Regions from separate parts of the Danio rerio genome. Here region 2 is linked to region 1. The links are chromatin contacts, called in public Hi-C maps. All regions are on one chromosome and are shown on one strand. Each heading gives the region's core, a stretch centred on a gene start, on an enhancer-like site or on the middle of the called end of the contact. The rest is flanking DNA. Distances are from core to core; before and after follow the strand shown. Region 1 has its middle 13 kb from the start of trib1. Region 2 holds the start of lrrc69 (leucine rich repeat containing 69).

The links. Hi-C and Micro-C count contacts between places; a contact is called where the count stands out from the background.
Region 2: a Hi-C map of an unstated tissue shows a contact between it and region 1, with 2.8 times the contacts expected there. The contact joins the promoter of lrrc69 here to the enhancer-like site in region 1. A contact is called at or near these places in 1 of 18 Hi-C or Micro-C datasets (an unstated tissue) and 1 of 4 datasets of contacts at active chromatin or transcription factors (embryo).

What each region holds. Positions count from the first base shown.
Region 1 is chr19:35,660,595-35,664,515 of GRCz12tu, forward strand. No RefSeq gene overlaps it. Among named protein-coding and RNA genes, the nearest start is that of trib1, 13 kb to the right of the region's middle. Within about 2 kb of position 1,762, at least 19 of the 62 cell types and tissues checked have an H3K27ac peak or open chromatin away from gene starts, as enhancers often do.
Region 2 is chr19:36,291,175-36,295,095 of GRCz12tu, forward strand. It overlaps lrrc69 (leucine rich repeat containing 69), which reads right to left and starts at 2,104. Exons shown (of 12, transcript XM_073931793.1): 1 at 1,876-2,104; 2 at 1,028-1,154; 3 at 684-756; 4 at 399-594; 5 at 246-317. The coding sequence starts at 2,052. It overlaps otud6b (OTU deubiquitinase 6B), which reads right to left. Exons shown (of 7, transcript NM_200225.1): 5 at 3,839-3,900; 6 at 3,635-3,741; 7 at 3,147-3,539. The coding sequence ends at 3,455.

The DNA of each region.
Region 1 (3,921 bases), core at 512-3,011:
ACAGGACACTGAATATGTGTGTTTCACATTTTTACTGCATATGCTCTTTACAATTCTAATTTATTCACAGCATTGTGCAAAAGAATAAATACACCCTTATTTACGACAAACATAAACTTCCTTTAGGTAGAGCAGTGCACAACTGTACACATAATTGCAGTACATCTTGGAACTGAACCTACAATATTCAAAGGTCTGTAAATCATTCATGAAATTGTTCGATGTAAAAGACATTTTCAGGAAAAAAAATATACATTAAAAAAAATTAGCTTGACAGATTTTGACAACTAGTTCAACATTTTTGTATGTAATGAAATGAGGACTATTAGTTTTATATGGAATGACTATTCAGCATTCACAAGTTTAGTTAATTTTGACTGACATGGCATAAGCAAATGATAATGTTATAAACAGCAGAGAGTTGTATGAAAGCAATTAATGCATGTCCAAATGCATTTGCAATTTGTTGGAAGGACTGAGAAACTGCTACTAGGATGTGCACAAAAGACTAATTGTATTGAGAAATGCATTAACTGTTGTGCAAATGTAAAACGTGTTGTGGGAAATGCACCAAAGCGACTGAGAAAAACTGTAAATTTAACATCCCCTGCAAAAAGGTTAACACCTTCCTCAGTAAAGTTGTCTCTGAATATTTCTAAACATCCTTAAGTAAGATTTACCTGAGATACAAAGTAAAGAAATAACATTTTCTTTTACATCAATGAGAACAGCATGTCGATTTAAACAAACAAAAACCTCTGTCAATACTGTATGAAATTACTTATTTGTTTAATTTTGAAATACATTTTTAGTCTAGATTGTTCTGTTTTAATCAAACTCATTTTATCGTGGTAAATTTCACAGAAAACAAGACTTTTTATATCACATTCTCGTGTAATTTTGTAAATTTCTAATAAACATATCATAATATTTACTTTACTTTTGGTACTTTTTTGCTTTATAAAGGTTTATTAAATTCAATTTCACCTCATAAATGAACATTTAAAGAACACATTGATGTATTGTGTTCCATAAATAATAAGACCTTCAGAAACGTTTTTGGGAATGTGCATTAAGTCTTTGTCATTGTCTTAATTGTCTCAAGTCTTAAGTCATTGTTGCTTTTGCTTTATAATTTACTGAACACGATCAAGCCTTTTGCTTTAACTCAAGTCGGATTTGAAAGACTTTGTAAAGTTGTTTCGAATGTTAACTCTCCAGATTTATGCAATAATACATAAACAATTGGATTAGTTTCACTCTTTGATCACCAGCTCTTTTTATTTCTGCACAGAACTCTAGAATCTGACATTAATAACAGCAAACTGTCTTTAAACCAGTACTGTCGGTAAACTAAATACATCGCAAATGGCTCCGGGGGTGCTCTTGTAAATCTTCAAATCAAGTCTCTATAGACAGTTCAGTCCTGCCACTGATAGCTGACGGCATTACCATCACTTCAGGCGGATTAATAGTCCATGCATTTGACACGTTGTGACGCAGGTTGTTACAGAGCCACTTTACACCCCTTTATCTATCACCACGTCAAAAGCCTGACTGCATATCAAAACTAAGCCGCTAACAGGCCCTTAAATGTGACCTTATCCCATCACATCATCTTTTGATTCCGAGACAACTTCATGCACTCTGTAGTGACTCATAATGTCACTAGTGTCAAGATAATATGAGTAGTGCACGAACAGTGGCACTTTTTATAAGAGCGTCACCCAAGGCCGGCTCCGACATGTTTGGCAATTGCTTCCATGGCGTGCAACGCTCTTTGGCAGTAGCCCAACAACAGAGACGCTCCAGCGACTCTGTTGATACCCAATCAGGCCCTTACGCAAGATAGTGTGATGTCATAGTGGAGGGGGCGGAACTACCTGACTCTCAGGTCAAACTGCTCATTAAGCTTTCTCTTTCATTCTGGCCTGAATTCAGCACTCTAGGACAGAGGTTGAGTTGAAAAGTAAGCACACAGAAAAAGGGGATGTTATGAAATAATATTATAGAATACACACACAAAAAAAAATGTTTTTGCTATTTGTTCAAATTACTTACTTAAAATGAGCTGAATCAACACAATTCTTGAGTTTTTTTTTTTGGTGGACAAGTCAAGTTTATTGTTTTATTTTCAATCCACTTAAATTCATAAAAACAGTTAAGTTAACTTAACCTTTGGGACAACATGAAGGAATTGTGTTGGAACCCAACATTTTTAAAAAATGTATACTTCACCCACTTAAATACATGTTTGTGTAACTTCATAATTGCAACATTTTCTTCAAAATGTGGGTAAAGTATTGCTGAAAAAAAATGTTAAAAGTTTCACTAAAATGAAAACCAAAACAGAAAATAAAAACAAAAACTAATTCAGTTTATTTATAAAAATGATAACATTAACTTACTGATAGCAAAAACACCATTGATTTGTATTACTTATACAATTTAATGCATGTAAAATATACAAGCTTTAAATATAACATATTATGGTTAAAATAAAGAATTATTATGATTATAAATTACATTTATGCAAACATACACTAAATAATGTGTGTTAATTAACAGTTGTCATGTTTTCCCCGTCTTCATATGGGTTTCCTCCTGGTGCTCCGGTTTCCCCCACAGTCCAAAGACATTCACTATAGGTAAATTGAATAAACTAAATTAGCCGTAGTTAATGTGTGTAAATGAGTGTATATGGATGTTTACCAGTGATGGGTTGCAGCTGGAAGGGCATCATCTGCGTAAATTGGCGGTTCATTCCGCTGTGGCGACCTCTGATTAATAAAGGGACTAAGCCGAAAAGAAAATGAATGAATAAATGACCTTGGTTTTTGCTCTGTCTACATATGTTGAAAATTCAAGTTTGTAGTTGAACAGAGTGACTTTTATTGACATTATAGTAGTTTGAAACAACATATTGTAAAACAGTAATATATTGAATAGAGAATTAAAAATTATGTAAAATATCAGAAAAGTGCTTGCAGTTTATTAACATTTTTTCTACAATAATTCACAACACCAACCCATATACTATATCACCTAAAACTATTAAAAAGTTAATAAAGGTAACATTTTTAAACTTTAAACATCAAAAGTTGTTGAAGGAAACCTCAGGATTCCGTAAAGCAATTCAAAGTATAAACTAATGAGAAAAAAAATCACTAAATACATCAAACTGTTAATTTACAGATTATTTACAGTCTACAATAATAAAAGTGTATCTAACTGTGACAAACAAGTGAATTTCCCTTAAGTATATTTAGGTGATCCCAGCAGGTACAGGACTTCAACATGACATCAGATTGATGTTGTACACTCAAAAAACATTTTTGCTGCTTGTTCAAACTGCTTATTTAGTATAAGCTTAAAGCAATATCCAGTTCTGGATGTTTTTATTTTGGAATCTGATTTTTATGTTCAATTCACAAAAATTTGTTATGTTAACTTAGTTGATTTGTGTTGGGACAAAATAAATGAATTGTGTGGAACCCTGAATTTTATTACAGTGTACCCCAGCGTCGTGGGTTGTTGCATTTTGTTTGGAAATGAAAATCAGGTTGTAGTCAGAACCCAACATCAGGCTGACATCAATGTCCAACATCGGATAGACATTGCATTTTGGTTACTTTCCAACACAACCTAAAAACTTTTAGCAATGAAATATCAATGTCTAATGTTACAGCTTGATGCTGGGTGGAAGTTACCAATATGACGTCTATCAGACGTTGGATTATGATTGCCATACCTTATGAATAAATGTCAGTATTTGACATCAATATGACATTGGTTTAGGTTTATGTTGGCTCACCATTGGATTTGGTCACATTTCAACACAACCTATAATCAACAAAATATCAACTCATTTCACATCATTATTGGACGTCAAAATAACATAGTCCTTAGATGCTGGCGACC
Region 2 (3,921 bases), core at 854-3,353, 630 kb after region 1:
AAACGATAAATATTCTTGTAATGTTTGATTATTCGATATCCCGATATATATATATATGATGTTTTGTATATATGATGTCACATTATATATATATATGATATTTATATATTTTATATATATATATATATATATATATATATATATATATATATATATATATATATATACATGCAAACATACAGTATATATGTATTATTAGTAGTAGTAATAGTAGTAAATAAAAAGTTAAAGTTAAAATGTCTTACATCAAATGGAAACACAGATAAACGATTTCCTGCAACATCTAAGATCTTCAGGTTTTTCCAACCAAGAACTCCCTAAGCAAAAAAAAAATGAACACATAATGAACTACTATGCATAAACAATGGTTCAAGTATAATGATGGTTCACTCTCTTGCCTCTGGTATTTCTGTGAGCTTGTTTCGGGCCAAATACAACCTCCTGAGCTGTGATAAATCACATAACTGTTGTGGTATTTGAGTCAGTTTATTATTAGTGAAGTTAATCTCAGTCAGACTCTTCATCAAACCCAGTTCAGCTGGAATCTGCTCCAAATGATTGTCTGTGATGCTGATGCTTTGTAGGCGACAGAGACTGTAAATAAAAAAAATGTAAAAATCAGACACCATGCCAGTCAAAAAGTAAAAATATGTAAAAAATAAAAATGATTGGAATCCTCTTACCTTTTTATTTCTGAGGGAATGACTTTGATTTTGTTGTGATTCAAATTGAGAAGCACAAGGTTTGGTAAACCCTCTGCAAATAAATACAGTTGAAGTCAGAATTATTAGCCCTCTTTAATTTTTTGGTTCTTTTTAAAATATTTTCCAAATGATGTTTAACAGAGCAAGGAAATTTTCACAGTATGTTTGATAATATTTTTTCTCCTGGAGAGAGTCTTATTTGTTTTATTTCAGCTAGAATAAACAGGGGGGGGGGGGGGGGTAGTTTTTCTGAATTCAACTGTAAAACAGTATTTGACACGGTTTAATGAAATAACACTTAAGAAGGAAGAGTTTGAACTTACCCAACACCTCTGCTGACAAATAGCTGATTTGGTTCCCATATAAATAAAGTTTATTTAGACAGCAGAGGTGTTTCAACACAGATGGGACCTCCTCAAGAACATTGTTTCCCAAATTGAGCTCTGTCAACTTAAGACGCACATGAAAAAAATATACATTGAAAGTACAATTAAAACTATTAAAAAAAACAACGACATCTATTTAGACCTATAAAAACATTTTTAATTAAGCATAAAATAGCAATATTTTGTATGTTTAAATTATATTAATTCATATAAGAGGGCGGCACAGTGGTTAGCGCTGTCGCCTCACAGCAACAAGGTCGTTGGTTCGAGCCTTGGCTGGGTCAGTTGGCATTTCTGTGTGAAGTTTGCATGTTCATTCCCAAGTCCAGGTGTAGGTTAATCGAGTAAGCTAAATTGTCTGTAGTGTGTGTGTGTGAATGGGAGTGTATAGGTGTTTCCCAGTGATGGGTTGCAGCTGGAAGGGCATCTGCTGCGTAAAACATATGCTGGATAAGTTGGCGGTTCATTCCGTTGTGGCGACCCCAGATTAAAAAAGGGACCAAGCCAAAGAGAAAATGAATAGAATAAGATATAACGTTAGATTTTGGATTAATGATTCGCTGTAGTTGGTTTGTCGTGGTATTTAACGCTATACAATAAATCAAAATGTGTTATTGTTAACAATTTGAACACTTTAATGCCTATCTATGCTTTAATGCTAACTTTGCCATGTTTGTAATAGCCCATAATTTTAGCGAAGTACAAATATGAATTAAAGTTGTTCTGTCGTTGTCTTTAAATGTGTGAAACAAAGTTGTTATGAAAATAAACAGGTTTGAACTCACCTTCTGTAAACGCATGAACTCAGACGGCAGACTTGACAGAAAATTATTATTCAGCTTTAACACCAAAATCCACGTCAGTTTCTCAAGCGCTTCCGGGAGATATATAATTTTCGTAGAACTGAGATTTAGAGACTTTGATTTGGTTTTTAATGCTTTAATGATTGAATCGTTTGCCATTGATACTCGCTTCGTCAATTTGAAGTTTTCCCCAAGTTTCCATGGAGAGTCTGATCTTGTTTACTGCGCGCACTGGCGCCGCCTAACGGACAAATACATGAAAAACAGGAATTTCAAATCTTTTCGCAATTAAAACATTAATAATACAAAATATAACTTTCTAAAAGGCCAAAAGGGTTCACATGCTGAAAGCCCATGACACTCTTTGATTAATGAGAACATATACATCCTTACAAACTTTCTATTTTAAAGTAAAAAATGTATTATGATATATTAAATGTCCTTCTAGTTAATCATTTGGTATCAGAAGTGACTTATATGAAAGACAAAGGCCTCTAGATATGCTTATTTTACTGAAATAAATAGGACTGCATCCATACATCTCTGGAACGACTCAAAAACATATAAATAAAGTTATCTGGAATAGCAAAGAAAGCGTTCTTGCAAGACTCCCAGGGTTAATCAAGATACTTTGGATTCATCTTCAATGCCTCCTCCATCTTACCCCAGACATGCTCAATAATGTTCATTTCTGGTGACTGGGCTGGCCATTCCTGGAGCACCTTGACCTTCTTTGCTTTCAGGAACTTTAATGTGGAGGCTGAAGTATGAGAAGGAGCGCTATCCTGCTGAAGAGTTTGCCCTCTTCTGTGGTTTGTAATGTAATGGGCAGCACAAATGTCTTGATACCTCAGGCTGTTGATGTTAACATCCACTCTGCAGATCTCTCATATGCCTCAATACTGAATGTTACCCCAAACCATGATTTTTCCTTTACCAAACTTGACTGACTTCTATGAGAATCTTGGGTCTATGTGGGTTCCAATAGGTGTTTTGCAGTATTTGTGATGATCGGCATGCAGTTCAACAGATGATTCATCAAGAAATCTACCTTCTGACACTTCCAAATGATCAAGAAGTCAAGTTACTATTTGTTGCTCTTATAACTGGAATCGACGACAAGACTTTTGTCAGGTGCTCTATGTGTAATTTACAATATACACTCTTTAAAATACATCCATGATTTTATCACATCAGTCTGTATTTGTAGGCACATTAGAATAACATTTTCACATCCCAAAAACAAAAGCTTATTATTGATAAAGTTTTTATTCAATGGCCTATGAGCCCGATCCAGCAGCTTTTAGAGCAAATGACTTGCAGATATGTGGTTTTATAAGAACACAAAGCACACAGTTTATTCATGAACAACTCTGTTATATTAAGTTTGTCCACTGCAACTGAAGTGACCAGAGGGGGTTATTTCAGGATCTTCAGTGAGCATCTGACCGAACAACCTCAATTCTGCAGATCCTAGCAAAATGGAATCCAATTCCACACGGCCCATTTCTACAGGCTAATTATGCACAGATGCATAAATTAATGCGTGTCAGTGACCGGGTCAGCCCTCTTCCTCGTTTGCCAAATCTTTCAGAGGCTCCACAGAGTTGTAATGCTCTCCAAGTCCATACGCATGCCGCATATAACTGAAATAGAACAAAGCAGAGGAAATTATATGTACAATATTATTATTATTATCATTATTATTGTTATTTAACTACATAAAAGTTCAGTTATTTACATGAGTGTGATTTTTGGCTTGTCGTATTCTTCACCAATAGTAATACACGGGGAATCTGCCTGGATGACCTCTATGGGTAGCTGGAGGACCTGGGAAAGGGCTTTCAACTAAAAGTATGAAGAAAAGAAATCAGAGAAATAGTCTATTGTAATATGCAACACTTTAATGTTTGTTGTTTGGATGAATCTAAATGATAAATCTTACCTCTAACTGTCCGCCCCATGCAGCGGTGTCTGCAACATCACTGCAGTATTTCTCAAACTCCTCTAAAATTGAAATGAACCCAC